2 separate regions of the Mus musculus genome follow, and region 1 is linked to region 2. Evidence: chromatin contacts called from public promoter capture Hi-C data. All regions are on one chromosome and are shown on one strand. The core of a region is the stretch at or near the end of the contact, and the rest is flanking DNA. Distances in the headings are between cores, read along the strand shown. Region 1 holds the start of Zscan26 (zinc finger and SCAN domain containing 26). Region 2 holds the start of Vps41 (VPS41 HOPS complex subunit).

Region 1 (4,358 bases), core at 734-3,233, 2.7 Mb after region 2:
TGATGGCATGCTCTCTTACTCAGACGTCTCTTACTTCAACTCAGTGGTTCTCAATCTGTGGGTCGTGACCCCCTTGGCAAAGCTCTGTCTCCAAAAATATTTATATTACAATTCATAACAGCAGCAAAATTACAGGTATAGAATAGCAGTGAAAATAATTTTGTGGTTGGACCTCACAACACGAGGACCTGTATTAAAGGGGCGCCGCAGCATTAGGAAGGCTGAGAACCACTGCTTTAAATGCTGGTCTTCCCGACACGGACTACTTGCCACACTGCACCTGAGATCTTCCTACGGGGGAAATGAAGCATGTTGCACACAATGAGTTGCCATCACCATCAAGATCAAGTTTAACATTTAATATGGTCTAAATTTTCCTTATGCTTTAATGACCAAACTTACCACTGTTGTTTGTTCTTGGTTCCTTATATATCCCACTCTTACAGGGAAAACCCTTTAACCTTTTTCTTATTGATTAGTCACAGCTCATGTCACAGTCAACAAGCCAACAGAGCTGCTCCACCTGTGCGTCCCTTGCTTAGTCAATCTCCACAGACACCACACTAAGAACGACCTCACACTACAGACGAAACTTGAAGAGTTGAAGAATTTATGATTTTACACAGGTTTCCAAGCTGATCTTCAGGGGTTTGTTTTTTTTTTTTTTGGTTTTGCCCCCCCCCCCTCCAGACCCCTTCCCCCATACACACACAGGGTTTCTCTGTGTAGCTCTGTTTGTCCGACAATTTGCCCTGTAGATCAGGTTGGCCTTGAACTCAGAGATCTGACTGCTTCTGCCTTCCAAACCTGGGATTAAAGACGTGAACCACCAACGGTGGACTGAACTTACCTTTGGTCCTTTTTTAAATCTACAGACCCCCGAATTATGAATTTATTTTTTCCTTCTCTCTCTTGTGTGTGTACATCTGATCCAGAAGCAAAAGCTGTGGGATCCACCTGGCCACAACTACAACAGTCAGTCTTCACTTCCTGCCAGATTTCCTGCCAGTTTTCCTTTTCCCCAAGGCTCTCACTCCCTAGCCCACAATGGGCAATTCTCCCAAGTGCTAGGATTATAGAAATTAGTCACTATGCTCAGATGCAGGTTTTTAATTGCACCCAACTTTGGTTTGCAACCCATTCTTGATTTCATTTCTGCTCATCCTCTAATCTATGCACATTATGGGTGTCCAATTACAAGACCTGTCTGAGTATGTCCTTCTATCACCCAAGACCAAGTTCCTCACACAACCAAATGGCCACTTTGTTCACTTACTTATCCTCTGTGGCAATCTTATTCACTGCGCTCGAAATACCCTGGTGCCCTCGTTAATCCCTAAATAAGACAGACAAGCTCCAGCTTTAGGGCCTCTGTATTCGCTGTTCTCTCACGTATGCCTTTTAAAGCCGCCTCTGTCTACCCATCTATTTCGGATTATCTACTCAAATATTCTATTTACTTACAGTGGTAACTACTTAAACATGCAGAAGCCATGTGTGGCAGCTCCAGCTTATGAGCTCAGAGCTCGGAGATAGAAGGATAAACAGGAGTTCAAATTAAGAGTATACGCCGCCAAATGATGAGGCCAACACGGGCTTCACGAAACGCTCTTAAAACCAAACAACAACAAACAAAAAAAGGGGGAAAAATCCCTCACAACAAAATAAAGCAACAGAACCCAGGAGTGCTGGCAATCTCAGCCATCAGAAAGCTGAAGTAGGAGATACGCTGGAGCTTGCAGTCAGCTTGAGCTGCGCAACAGCAGGAAACCGCCTCACCAACTACGTCCTGAGCTCCCTCCCTCTCCCATGCCCCGCAGCTTCCGTCACGCACCAGCTTCTGGTCCTCCCAGCTCCGAGGTGTGGAGAGTTTCTGTGTATCAACCAGACCCTCCGCTCGAGAGTCCCAAGTTTGCGGGTTCTCTCTCCGCTGGAACCCGATCACCGTACGTCCCCCTCGCCCTGGTCGCAGGGTCAGTCACACGTCTCTCAAAATCTGCGTTCCAGCCCAGTAGTTTCCGGCTCCGCTCTAGGACGATGGGAGGACCAGGACTCAACTCGGTGGTGTCCTGACTGGGTCTAAGTTGAAAGATTTCATTTACATAAATCAGACCATTTCGTTTGACTGTTTTCACACAGAGATGTCATCTCTATCACTAGAATAACAAAGCTCGGGCTGTAATCACAGCCACCAGCAAACAGACACAGCAATTGAATCTTTAGGTTGGGCTTTAGGCAAAAGCTGGCATGATCATGTAGGTTGGATTCTAGAGAACCAAAGTTAATTATTAGTGCTCAAGTTTATTCTTCATTCCCCACCCTTTTGCCACCAAGTTCCAAAGACTCCTATCTGTGCCTTCTTTATTTGGTTGCCTGAGTGTAGGGTTTAGAATTTAGAATTCAATGATATTTGAAGAGAAGTGGGGTAAAGATATGCCGATTTTCTTTCTAAAGTTTCTATGTTATTGTTGTTGTTGCTGCTGCTGCTGCTGAAAAAAAAAGTGGAAAAAAAAAAGTGAAGTTCACTTTGTTATTTTAAGCTTATCTTGTTTGACTTCGAACGAAGGCACTCAACAGAGCTTAGTCTGGTTAATGTATAGTGGTGTCAGTTATATGCTTTGCAGTCTGCTAAGCCAATGGTGTGTAAAGCTAACTCAGAACAAACATGTCAGAACAAACACAGCTTTAAGATGTTTTGTGTGCAGATTAACTCAGAGCAAACAAATCATCTGTTTAAGTCCTTCCTATAGTGTCTAACACAAAGTCCCCTACCACCCTTCCCTCCCCTATAATCCCCCTTGTTAGCCATTTACTTTGATAAATAGGCCACAGTTTGAGGTTCACCTCCAATCATTTGAGTGAGAACTCACATTAGGACTCCATCCTTTCCATGTTGACTGAAAAGACTTTTGCAAGCCCCAAATTCCCATGGTAGGAGCAGATGTCAAATCCCCTTTTAAAGGTTCCAAACCCATAACTATTTCTGGGTCCATTCAAAATTTCATAAAGGGGCTTAGCCATAGAGTCAAAAATTGGGACCAAATTCTACAGTAGCCTGTCATACCCAGGAATATGTTAAATTGCCTGAGAATTGCAAATTTTTGTTCCCCGTTTGTCTAACTGTTAGTCACTGCTTTCCAAGCAGACTCTTCTTTCCAGGCTAGAGGAGGAAACCCAGTAATTCCTCAGCCCGCTGACAGATTTGGGCCCTGCAGGCTAACAGTCCTGGTAAATGGTTTAAAGTCTCCTAGTTCCCAGTTACCTGCAAGTCTTTGACATCCTACTGCAACATGTCACCTTTCAATAGTTGGGCTTTTAAATCTTAACCCAGAGAGATGGTCCAGATGTTAAGAGCCCTTGCTGCTCTTCTAGAGAACCCAGTTCACAGCGGTTAGGCTCTCGGCTTATAATATCCTACAACTCCAGCTATAGGGCATCCAGGGGTTCTTCTGACCTTGTGCAGCAGCAGCAGCAACAACAACAACAACACACACACACACGTACACACACACACTTTAGAAAGAAAATTGGCACATCTTGGTCCTTCTTCTCTCCAAAGATAATTGAATTCTACATTCTAAGCCCCATCCTCAGGCCATCCAATCCTGCAAAGTCCTAGCATCTGTATAATTTAGAGTTGTAAACTGTTAAGTCTGATTCCAGCCATTCAAAGATGGAAAGGATCCTCCAATACTAGTAATAAAAACCGGAGGAATTCCAGGGAATGTGATTCGTCAGACTGTACTGGCTGAGAAGAGCAGAGTATACAACTAGCAAAATATCAAGATTTGCCTGCAGGTCTTATATAAATGCACGTATGAGACTGGGGCTTCTATATTAGTAGTATTATTGGCAATACATGAGTATATTACCGATAAGTCCTATTTCAGAAAATAACTCATAGAATTATTCAGATACAACTCATAGAATTGTTTCAAGAATTTGCATGGTCTTTATTAGATTTTTGTTGTACTGTCAGAACTATGTGCGGTCCTAGATTTGGGACCCTATTCTAAGGCCGTTGAGGATACAGCTCCAATATCTTTCTAGTTGTTGCTGCCCACGCAGATTTGAGTTTCAGTTGCTTTTGAGTCTGGTGGCTAGAGAAAGGGTCCTGGTACCCTGTTTCCTCCTCTGGCTTTACCTTCTCAAGCCTGGTGAAGAAGATAGGCAGGGTCTGAATGCCTGCCCAGTTAGGTAAAATGTAACAGAAATGGAGCTTAGGAATCAGCTTTCCTTTGTAGGATCATCCCAGTAAGATGGCCCTGTGTCTTTCTAACTCAGGATATCAAAGGTAGAAAGAGGAGTGTAGGCCAAGTAATACCCCAGTGGCTGTTCATCTTGTCCTACACCTAGAG
Region 2 (4,373 bases), core at 1,080-3,579:
CCAAGGGCAGCTTGGTCTGTATATTGAGATCTAAGACAGCCAGGGTTGCATAGTAAGACCTGGTCTCAACAAAACCCAACAATAACAACAAAATTTGAAGTGGGTGGAGTGGATCACACACTGTTGTCCAGAACAAACCCTTGTTTGAGAATTCAGTGGTGACTTTCCCTGAATCACTGCTTTTAGGTATGACTGATTCTCATCAAAATTGAAACGACCAGTAAAACAAGGAGAAAACCATGGTAATAAACCTGCTTTTGTCTTCCTCTTTCATGTCTGTGTCAGATCAAAACAGGAGACAGCCAGTCTCACCAGATGCTGTGGATCCAGTTCACAATGAGAAAAGGAAAAATGATGGTTTGTGAAGACAATCAGAGGAACAGAAGATTTAGATGTCTTCTATTTCCCGTGGAAATTAAACTTAGGGCTTGCTCTGTGTCTGCTATGCAGGAGCTTGTTGCACAGCACTAGCTTCTGAATCAAACAATATCCATCTTCATCTGCTTGTAAACAATCATTCTTTCATAGGAGGAGGTAGGGAGAGCCACTGGACCCTTACCAGCCTCTCATCCCAATCTCTCATCACAGCCAGCCTCATGCAGCTTTGTACTGATTGTGTGTGCCTTCATAGTTTCTGTGAGAGGTTAGAGGACTTAGGCTAGGGGAAAACAAGGAAAAGAAAACCCATGTATTGTTATGGTTAAGTCTTCAGCCAGGGAGGGTAAAAACTTTCCATTGTGGTTGCTTTGGGGCCACTTGTGCTCCAGGCAGTAGCCCTTCACCCATGCTCTGTAAGCTCAATAAGCTCATTGGTTCCCCAGGGGAGCTTGATGGGTCTGAAGTTTGGTTTGTTATTGGTACCTTAGAAAGAAGGAGATAGATTGTCTAGGCACCTGCCAGTTAAAAAAAAATTCTCACAACAAGGTCTTTCAGTAGCTTGAAGTCCACCATGAGTGCTGTTTGGGCCTGAGTGGCTTAATAACATATATAAAATTCTGTTCGATCAGACATGACCTTGGACCCTTGGTTGTGGGTGTCCAAATTAGCTGCTTGGTGCGCAGACTGGAAGAGGGGCCTCAGGAAGAGCTGGAGGTTTATTAAGGCTCTTGGGAGAAGACAAGAGTCTGAAAGATGACATCGTCATGGCTTCCAGGTCATTGAAGACCATGAGTTGAGAAAGCAACATCTAGAGACTAAGGGAAATGCTGAGTACTAAGAATATGACTTCCTACTAGGCTACTGTCAGTGGGAATTACAGGGAACGAAAGGGCACTGAGGCATCTGCCACAGTCTGCCAACTGTGCTGCCCTCTGTGAGTTGCCAGCTGCTTAAGACAATAAACAGACAATGGCTATCAGTGGATAAGATGAGTGAATTCCCACAGAATAGGAAAGATAGTTTACTTTGTCCTGAAACATAGGATAGCTCAAGTTTTCTAAATGATGTTTTTCATATTACATTTACAAATTATTATCTGACATTGTATCTTGAAGATAGTCAATGTGAGTTACGAAGCAATTAAACAATAGAGATTTATAATTTTCTATATTCATATGTCAGTTGCTATTTTTTCTCTAACGGGGGACCAGATTTGATTCACAACAGCTATATGGCAGCTCTCAAATATATGTATCTGTAATTCCAGGGAATCTGATATGCTTTTCTGACATCTGAGGACACGAGGTTCCTAAGTGTGCACAGACATACATGCAGACAAAATATCTATACAATTCAATTTTAAATTAAAATGAAAGATGTCAATTTAATGTACCAAGATACTAAATCTTTGCAGGAATACACATTATTTTCTCACTTTCCACTGTAGACTTTTTTTTTTTTATATAAATAGTCACTATCACTTTAAAAAGTGAGTGGGCAGGCACAACAACATATCAGACTAAAGAACATTTGATATAGTAGTCTTAGACTTCGGAGAGGGATAGGTTCTAAACCTAGGCTTTTTAGGTAAGTTTAGTGAAATCTCCGAGTTACTATCCTTTCCCCTGTTAATGGCGGTAACAGGAGGGATCACAGGGAGGACTAAATGAGATAATTCATAATTTTACTGTAAACGGGAGCCTGAAATAGAAAATGAGATAATTCATAATTTTACTGTAAACGGGAGCCTGAAATAGAAAGAACTTAATGCTACAATAACAACAGAACGTAGACCAACAACAAAATAACAATTTAGCATTAATTATAGATATAGTGGTGTCTCTGTTGAGCAAAAATGAGAGCTGGCTAAGGAACCAGATTAGTGTGCGGGAAAAACTACATTTCCCAGTAGGCTGTGGCCCAGGGGCTGTTTTCTCCTATTTCCGGGTATGTCACATGACTCTCAGGCTGCGCTATGGCGGAAGCAGAGGAGCAGGTAAACGCTGGCAGAACTAGTTCGGGGCAGCCGGGAGCTGGAGACCCGAGCGAGGGGTTCTGGGACGCGGAGTGCCAGGAACGTGGCAGCTCTGACCGGGCGAGTTGGGGTGGCCCTTCTCCGCGCGGATAGCGCCTTGCACACCCGCTCTGTCCGAGCCGGCCTTGCCTGGGCTCAGCCCTTCTGGTTTATGTTAAATGGGATTTTTTGAAAAAGGCAAGTTAAGAGTAGACTGCTATGCAAGGCTTTAAGGATTATTCCCGTTGCTGGCAAGACGTAGATGGAAACGTCCAGCTATAGCTGAGAAGTGGCATTGAGGTGCTGAGTACAAATTATTGCCTTTTTTTCATACAGACGTTCTGATATAGGGCGAAGGACAAAATTAAATGAAACTAACAAAATAGAAGACTCAGGCTAAAACTCGGAAGAGATTCCTTAAGTATATGTATATATGTGTATGTGTGTATATGCATATACATATATGTATACACACACACACATAGAAGCATATATATGTATGTATCATCTACCATATTTCCCCCTCATATATTAAATGCCCTGCTTGCCAGTTTCTGTGATGTTCCTTAAGACATGCATGGTGATGCTCTGTTTACTGTCCTAAGAGACATTTACTAGTGGACTTTTTACTGTTCACATCTGTGCTTTATTTTGAGTGTGCCAAAAGTTACGGAATTTGACAAGGAAAAATTTGGGTTTTGTCATTACGTTAACAAGAGCCTCTTTACTATCATTTGTGCAAACTGTCTTTTGCAGTGCAGGTCCGAGGCAAAAGAGTTTTCCTTCCCAGCAGACCTTGCTTAGTTTGACTACTGCAAGGTGGCTTTTCACATTGAGCATTTTCATTTCACGTTGAAATACAGTTGTGGTTTTGTAGTAAAACAAACATCCAAGTTAAGTTTTTAGATTAGACCCAGTGTGATAGAAATATGGAGTAGCCCTTGTATTCCCACTCATGCAGAAGAGGAATTTGCCAAGGCTGTCTGATGTTAAAATGTAGAAAATCAGGCAGATAACCTGATTCACAGTTGTGCAGTGCTTTCGAGCTTAAAAAGATCCTCACACATGGCATTTGGTCCTTCTAAAAGAATTCTGTGAGGTAAATATTTATTCTGATATGGAAGTCATATACAGCCTCCATGTCCTAAATCCTCTTGTCCCAAACTGTGGTAAAACAGTGCCCATATTGTAATCACCCTAAAGGGCCTTGAGTATCCACCCCTTCCTCGGTTCTGTGACTCTGTAAGCCACTCTGTCTCATGCTGCCTTTCTTGCTATTCTGTAACCAGTCCAGGCCTGTACCCACGCAGGACCTTTGCTCACACTGCCCCTTTTCATGATCTCTGACGTCTACAAGGCCTTCTCCCTTACTGTCCTCAGGCCTCTGGGATGGTGTGCTTTCCGATTGTGGCTCATTCTTTGAAACCACCTTCTGATGTTCGTCTACATAATACTTATGATCTTAAGCTTTTTATTTCTCCTTGTATATTCTCACTTCTGCTTGCCACATGATAAATATTTATTCATTACTGATGGCTGATATTGGGATATTGCTTAATACTTAATATATTAAATGATTGAATTTTACAGAGAAATGAATTGAAATGCAGTCAGTTTGAACTGTCTCATGCTTACATCTATAATGTTTTAGTGTCATGTCTCCAAAGCTCACATTTTCTTCACACTACCTTGTGTCTTAAAATATGCTGAAGAACCTGTCTAAATTTTATATATGAATATGTGTGTGTATATATGTGTGTGTGTGTGTGTATATATGTATGTATGTGTATATATATATATAAAAACTTTATGATGTGGAATAGCCCTTATCATCTTCATGGTTTTCCATTTAGCCCTTATTCCTGCTGTAGTGTTTTCACAGCTGATGTACTTTTAGGAAATGCATTCTTCTCCATTGCTATCAGGGCAGCCTTGAGAAAGACCAGTAGTCTACTGCCTGTTGCAGAAAGAAGCAGACATT

Evidence for each region. Promoter capture Hi-C pulls out the DNA fragments that hold promoters and counts their contacts.
Region 1: a promoter capture Hi-C map of cranial neural crest shows a contact between it and region 2. The contact joins the promoter of Zscan26 here to the promoter of Vps41 in region 2. A contact is called at or near these places in 3 of 39 promoter capture datasets (cranial neural crest, liver and pre-B cells).

What each region holds. Positions count from the first base shown.
Region 1 is chr13:21,451,744-21,456,101 of GRCm38.p6, forward strand. It overlaps Zscan26 (zinc finger and SCAN domain containing 26), which reads right to left and starts at 1,984. Exons shown (of 6, transcript NM_001347491.1): 1 at 1,835-1,984.
Region 2 is chr13:18,714,963-18,719,335 of GRCm38.p6, forward strand. Vps41 (VPS41 HOPS complex subunit) reads left to right here and starts at 2,330. Exons shown (of 29, transcript NM_172120.4): 1 at 2,330-2,374. The coding sequence starts at 2,354.